2 separate regions of the Mus musculus genome follow, and region 1 is linked to region 2. A link is a contact called in public HiChIP or PLAC-seq data. All regions are on one chromosome and are shown on one strand. The core of a region is the stretch at or near the end of the contact, and the rest is flanking DNA. Distances in the headings are between cores, read along the strand shown. Region 1 overlaps Aox2 (aldehyde oxidase 2). Region 2 overlaps Spats2l (spermatogenesis associated, serine-rich 2-like).

Evidence for each region. HiChIP or PLAC-seq counts read pairs in DNA pulled down with a chosen protein or histone mark.
Region 1: a contact with region 2 is called in an H3K4me3 HiChIP or PLAC-seq map of bone marrow-derived macrophages, with 5 times the contacts expected there. The contact joins two enhancer-like sites. A contact is called at or near these places in 5 of 39 promoter capture datasets (the 3T3-L1 cell line, the HPC-7 cell line, HPC-7-derived erythroid cells and 1 more), 1 of 115 datasets of contacts at active chromatin or transcription factors (bone marrow-derived macrophages) and 1 of 9 other capture datasets (embryonic stem cells).

The regions. Positions count from the first base shown.
Region 1 is chr1:58,288,092-58,291,801 of GRCm38.p6, forward strand. It overlaps Aox2 (aldehyde oxidase 2), which reads left to right. Exons shown (of 36, transcript NM_001008419.2): 7 at 1,817-1,900. Gm15759 (a long non-coding RNA gene) reads right to left here. Exons shown (of 3, transcript XR_865437.3): 3 at 1,324-1,411. Among named protein-coding and RNA genes, the nearest start is that of Aox2, 12 kb to the left of the region's middle. Within about 2 kb of position 2,255, at least 18 of the 459 cell types and tissues checked have an H3K27ac peak or open chromatin away from gene starts, as enhancers often do. A contact at or near this core is called in bone marrow-derived macrophages, where this site is marked.
Region 2 is chr1:57,835,566-57,839,016 of GRCm38.p6, forward strand. The region is part of intron 3 of Spats2l (spermatogenesis associated, serine-rich 2-like); the gene reads left to right. Among named protein-coding and RNA genes, the nearest start is that of Spats2l, 62 kb to the left of the region's middle. Within about 2 kb of position 1,901, at least 12 of the 459 cell types and tissues checked have an H3K27ac peak or open chromatin away from gene starts, as enhancers often do. A contact at or near this core is called in bone marrow-derived macrophages, where this site is marked.

The DNA of each region.
Region 1 (3,710 bases), core at 1,005-3,504, 450 kb after region 2:
TCAAGCCAGGCTTTGCTGTTGTGAAGAAGGCTTCTTCTGAGAACCCAAGCAACTGGGAATGGGAAAATAGAAAAAGAAGGAGAAATTGCAACGTAGAAGCTAAAATTCACTCCAAGAACACAGGGAACAGCCTCCAAAAATAGAGATATCTCTCTGGTGAAAACTCAAATGTCTTGCTTGGCAGTTAGTAAGAGCTCAACAAATAATTACTCATAATGAGAATGCTGTTGACTGAATAGCATTTGGCAGACACTCAAGATGGTGCATCTGATGACGCTCTGCTGAGGACACAGTGGATGTGGGGGGAGACATTAGGCAGAAGCAAAGGGTACCTCACATCTTGGAGGAGCCCCCTGTAGTTCTTACCCAGCTATTCAGGAGTCCATAGGGATAACTCGATATGCTTATCTTTTTCTGGATCATTCTCCATATAGGGCTTCAACTGTACCTTTAGGCTAGGTACTTTAGGGAAGGTCTTAGGAGCCAATGTGTGCACACAAGTTCAATGAAGCTCCTTATAGAGAAAGAGCAGACACTGGGCTGGAGTATTCACAGGAGCATATGCAGCCACTACAGAGCCATATAGAAAGAGAAAGCAGAAGCCACAGGCTAACATCTCTGTATGTGCTCCTGCCTCAGTTCCACATGCCGTAGAGGTAGACCTGGAAATATACAGTGGGTGTGTCCCAAAGCCAGGAGGGTATTCTGGTCATGTGTGTCCCAGATTTCTATTGCCCCGTGAGGGAGCCAGAGTTGACACACTAAAAAGTGGAATAAAGAGACTGTACACTCAGCTGATTGCTGCTGTAAGTGGGGAAGCATGAGATACCAGCAAGAGTGCTAAATTAACTCCTTTCCCTAAGAGTGTAGGTACTACCTGCCGCTCCTGGAACACAGGTGCTGGAGATAAAGTCCAAAATGAGTTCCAATAGCTCACCCTGTTGCCAGCCAGTCTCATGCTACATTAGGTGAAAGAAACCCAGCCCCAGGTAGGACACAGGTTTTTATTACCCACTGAACCCAAAGAAGCACGATTTTCTTCAGCCTCCATCGACCCACGTCCATCCTGGGGACTCTAAGAGCTTATGGTGGGAGAGGAAGGGCTGGTTGCTCTGCCAGCTGCTTTTGCTTCTTGGACAGAGTCAGCAAGTAGCAGCAAAAGATATGGGGAAAGGACAGGGAATTCAAACAGTTGGGAGGAAGTGCTTTGCAAGACAGGAGAGACCACCTGAGGAAGCAGGTACAAGGAGTGGGGTTGCAAGAAACAGAAACGGATGAGCTGCAAGCAGGGACCACTTAAAAACTGCCATAACTCACCCAGCTGCATTCCCCTTCCGTAAAGGTTCCATATGAATTAAATGAGCAATGTCCCAAAATATGTATGCGCTGTAGTGGCTGTATCATGGTTGTCCTGAAAAATACCATTTAAAAAATGTATTTTACCACTAGTCATTACTCTAAAATAGCTCAGATATGTACTTTCAATGAATGGTGTTCATCTACTGAGTACAGCATAGATATGATATAAATACAATATAATCCCAAATATGTCAAAATGCCAGTGACCTGGGCAGTGGGTGTTTCTTTACATTTCTGCACATTGTGCTATTTTATATTACTTGTTTATATGGTATGTGTTTCATAAACTACCTCATAAAATAAGTAAATAAGCAAAGCAAGATCAGCCTTGTGCTATCCCTGTAAGTAGAAGGTGGCTTCAGAGTCTGAAGTCTCGTATAGATTGTTCAAACCTTCAGGGCACGACCTTATTTGCCTATAAAAAGTATTATTCACATACAGCACTTCATGTCCTCAGGAGCCAGACGGTTGTCCACAGAAAGGAACAGGACAGTGTTGCTTGGATCAGAAGGAAAGTGACTCATCGGGAAGCAAAAGTGATGTGAGTCCCTCGGTCTGTTTTGTTCTCTCTCTGTGCATTGCTTAACGCCCACCTAGCTCTGGCAGCGCCGAGCATGCATAGGCATTTGATGGACGGCTCCCGCTTTGTTTGCAACCTTCCCAGCACTTGCAGGAAGCCCCGCAGTTTGCAGGTATGTAGTGAGCATAGTTGCTCATTCAGCAATCACAATCGGACCTTCCCCTTCATAGACTTCAGACTAGAAAGGCCGGAACAAAAGGGAAACAAAAACCTCTTAGATGGCAGAAAAGCATCGACTGCATGAGGTCACCTCCGTGGTTAGAAACAAGTTCTAAAGCTGTCCCTGCTCACACAGCCGTCCTCGGTCCCTGAGCTGAGACAGAGACAGCACTGTCAGCTGGCAAGCTAAGTCCACTGCAGCATTCCAGCCTGTGGCACTATCATCTGACAGACATTCCTTTTTAAAAGATCCACCATCCTGTTCTCACAGGGGTCGAATAGAGAGGTTAATAAGATCCCAGCTAACACCTCTTAGGCTGTGAAAGAGCTCAGAGCCGGCCTGAGAAAAAACTGCCTCTCATCCTCTTTGTGTGTGTCTGTGTCCTTCAGACCCACCTGTCCACAAGCACCTCCCGCTGATACCCTTTCTTTAGTCTAAAGAAGGGGTGCGGTGGAATAAAGAGGTGTTACCCGAGGAGGCGAGCTACACACCCCCAAAGTGACTCGAGGAAGATCAACACTTGGAAGAGTCAACACATCCCAAAGTCCATTCCCCACCTTGCAGACTCAGGCATTCGGGTTGAGCACCCTCAGGTCGGGCGCTAGGTACCACTTGACTTAATGAAGCCAAACACCAAGGGTTGTGTTTAAGCTAGAATGTTCCTCGGTATTTACTCCTAAGGAGAAACACAACTATAAAGTAAAACCCCATCCTTTCCTCACAGTCACACATTCTGTGGAGAAGGCTGAGTGCTCAGTGACACGGCAGTTCACAGGGGTGTCCCTGCTGGGTGACAGACCAGGTGTCTGCCTAGGACCACCTCTACCTCTTACTCTCTGACCATTTTTCATTTGGACAACGGTTAAGTCTTGCTGTTGAGCCTGTTTAGAACTTTTCATTTCTGCCTGTTGATTCACTGTCTGGCAACTTTGATTCTCACGTGAAATCTTTTTTTCTAGGTTTTAGAACCAAATCATTGGCCCCAAGTACTGCCCAAGCTACTTCTCACACAAGAAACCAATTGGTCCACTGTTACCTCACCCTGCAGGGGTACAGAGAGTCCGTACAAGGAATAACCATGTGTGCTTTCTGGAACCTCTCAAGGCCTCAGAAAGATGGGGGGGGGGGGGGGGAGACAAGGAGTGGGAAATGACAAATGTCAGGCCATTTCATCTAATCATCACAATTACCCTCCAAAATAAGCATTATCTCCACTTACTCTTTAGAAAGGTTAAGCACCTTTCCATAGAAAGGTCGGTGGGGGTGGGGGTGTTAAGAGGGAACCAGACCTGTCAACCCTCCAATGTCTGTGATTCTCTCTCTCCTCTATGCGCCTGCACCCCACACCCTGCAGCTCAGTTCTCCTGTGTCCTCAGGTTCCTCTCCTGGCAAGGAGAGCACTGAAGCAGATGTGAGGGAGACAGGAGGGCAGTTGGGTCCGGTTCTGCCCTGCTTCCCTTTCCTGGTGGGCAAAATGCCAAAATTCAGATTATAACTTTTAATACAATTGTCACGGAGATGAAATAACACTAACATGGGTAAAAGCCTTCAATAAACAGTCATGAGGGGTGTGTGTGTGTGTGTGTGTGTGTGTGTGTGTTTATGCAGAAA
Region 2 (3,451 bases), core at 651-3,150:
ACTGCAATGTCCTGTGAAGGAGCTTCTGTGTTTGGTTATTTTCAGTAAATTACTAAAAGTAGGCTAAGAAAATTAAGAAAGTAATGTTCATATTTATGTGCCCTCATCTTCAAAAGGAATTCCTTTCTTCCCTTTTTATTTTATTTCGATATGAGGTCTCCTGTAGCTCAGGCTTGCATGGAACGCTATGTAATGGAGGCTGCCCTGACATCCTGAAGGTCTTGTCTCACCTGGGTGCTAGGATAACAGAGGGTAGGATGCTTGGCTGCTGATTCCTATTTTTATGTTGCATATAGAAATGTACAGTTTAAGCTCCAATCCTGAAAGGTAACAGCAACATCAATGATTGACAGGATGATATTGCAAAGTTGGCTCTATTCTTTCAAAAGGTTACTTATTTCAATTATTCAAGCAAATGATTTTTAATTGACGGGGATGATGAGGGATGTGCGTTAGGAATAATGTGTTCCTTTTTCTATTATCCCTGAGTTTTAAATTTACTATACTTAGTTTGATATTTTAAAATACATAGCAAAACTATTGCCATTATCAAAACACTGAGAAACCTGGATTTAACTAATCTCCATTGAAGTACAAGGTCAGCTGATGGTCGAGTTTGTAATGGACCAAAGAGAAGGCGCTGGACAAGTGCAATGGGTTCTTCACAAGAAACAGTGATTCACACCTGCCTCAGAGAGTTGAGGACCCAGAAGCCAAGAGACACAGACTTGTTGAAGTAAAAAGGAAGAAAAAATCACCACGCCCAGAACCACCCTTCATGCTTAGTAAACACTTAATAAGGGGTTTTGAGTGAATAAACGAACTTTAGACTCTTCAGCCAAACCAAGCATTGGAGAATTTACTTTTTGATATAGCATACAAAAATGGCACAGGGGTAATAAGTCAGAGTAATGAAAGACTTAAGCTACTTGGACACCTGCTCCAAGTCTTATTCCTGTTTAAATGAAAACAGGGTCCCAGATACCAATTTGCCTCTCTGACATTTTCATCTCTAGGAAAGGAAAGGAAATGAAGGAAGCTGCTATTTGGATCTAATTTTAACCAAAAAAAGATTGGCTGGTAGAGGAAGTTTTATCCATTTATTCAATAAATACGCACTGGATGTCTAGCCATCAGTTTAGCTTTTAGCTTTTGTGATAACCATGAACCAGATGATGGATACAGCCCAAGTGTTTCAGAGAAGCAGGAGATAGCCTCTTAGATTTTGAGAGGCTAAAAGAGAAATAGAAACTCAGCCCCTAATATTCAGATTAGGCCCTTCTGTACTCCCCAGAACTTCCTCAAACGTGCCCTGACAAATCCAGCATTGTGCTGCATGCAATTGTTCTTGTTCCCATCCTGTTCGCTGTGGAACTTTAAGCTTCAAACAGCAATACTGTATCTCTATTACCGGTTTGTTGCTTCCTTGACAAATACTACAGAAAGTACAGCGGAAACCCTTAAGTTATATGGTATAAAACCAATCAAGAAACAACAATGAGCCTTTGATGCTATAAGCATGAGGTCTGTTCCAGGCATCAGAGATGACTCATACTCTCACACCGTATGCACACTAACAGTCTGGCATTCTGTGATTCTTTGAATGGGCAGAATTCAAACTATGATCATTTAAAAAAGGAGAAGAGAGATGGCTGCAAATGGCACAGTTGTGTTAACTCACAACCAAAGTGAGCCTTTAAAGAAGTGTGCAAGGAATACCACAGAGCCAGCAGATTCCCTCAGAATACCTTCAGTAGACCTATGGGATCCGGTATGTCAACATATGTAAGAAATTCTAAAATAACAATAGAAATTTTAAAATCTGGCAAGGAACTATCTTGCAGGAAATGAGGTTGACAAAATAAGCCAAATACAGGAAATGGAATGCACGTGACATCAAGTGTGTTACATCACGACATCATTACTACTGTTTCTGTCGGAAGTAGAATGCTGTTTCTGTTGTATTTTCTTATTACAGGATTTTGTTTTATTGTTGTAGAGAAAAGAATCAAAAGGGGACAAAGACTTTGGGTGAGAAAGACAAAAGACTGAAGCCCCTCTGCCCCTTAGAGCTCCTGTCATTCTTGCTGCTAACGGGGCTACTGAGGAGAATGAAGGATGTATGGGATCTGAGGCCCTTTCAGCAGCTAGCATGTGACACCCATCATGGGTGGTGGCTCCTGTTAAAGTGCTGATGTACCCCTTGCATACCTGTTACAGGTCTACCCCAGCTGGTTTTCTGGGAGGATTTCAGGAAGAAATCCAAAGTGTGGAGTGGGTCAAAAAGAGAGAATATAAAATTTCATCCAGATGTTATGAATTATTACAAAGACAGAGAGCACTTGGAAAACAGTGTGATGGTCGTTAGACACACAGAGGAAGTTAACAGGACTAAGGCATTCTCCTGTTGAGTAAAATAACTGGACTAAAATGAGAAATGAAGAAAACGTGGCAGATTGGTGCGTGCACATTTTCATCAAGGTCATTTTCTCAACACCTCAGGATTCCATACTGCCAGTATGCGGGATGAATATCAACAGCAAATTGACTCCCAGGCCGAGAGTCAGCGTGGCTGCAGAGGACACCTTTGTGGACATGGACTATTTTTTATCAATGGTGCAAATGGTGAACTACTAGAAACAATGGCAGAAGCAGACTGTCACTGAACCTGTGTCCCCAGCTTCCTGTGATCCCTCTCCTCTTGTCTCCATGCCAGTCCTGTGCAATTGACACTCCTTTGTCCTCACTTTCTAATGAAGTAAATCAGAACAGCTCATGTCCTCAAGGTTAGACAGCTTCTAAGTAGCAAACTTGATTCAAGCCCAAGCTGTCTACTTAACGGTGTAAGTGACTTAAATGACATCCGTCAGCTTGCGAATGACCAGAATGAAATGGACAACTAAAGTGGAAAGTTATAGCTCTGATCCCCCAAAAAAACCCTAATAGACCTGAAAAATATGCCAAATGAATACGGGCCAAATATAAACTCATGCACTTCAATTACCAAAAATGTCAACTGCCAAGGGAAAGAGTCCATGACATGGCCAGGTCTTGGAGATTTGGGCTGTGGGATCATTATGGCCAGTGAGTAGATTGATATGATTACCAACAAAATAAATCTTAAGCTACACTTTATTTTTTAAATATATACTTTAACTAATTCTTTGAGAATCTCATATAGCATATCTTGATCATAATCTTCCCTACACCCCACCTCCATTTGAGGTCCTCTTCAAAAATGTTTGTTAAGAAGACCCTACCTTGCAGCAGATATCCTGGCCCTCTAGTTCTGACAGTTCTTCTGCCTCATCTTCTGCCGTGTTCCCTGAGCTGTCAGTGCAGGGGTTGTGCTATGAATGTATTAACTGGGGCTGGGCATCCTACCCCCAATTGATCTCTTCATTGTGACCAGTTGTAGCTTTCTATAATGATCTCCATTTGCTGCACAAAG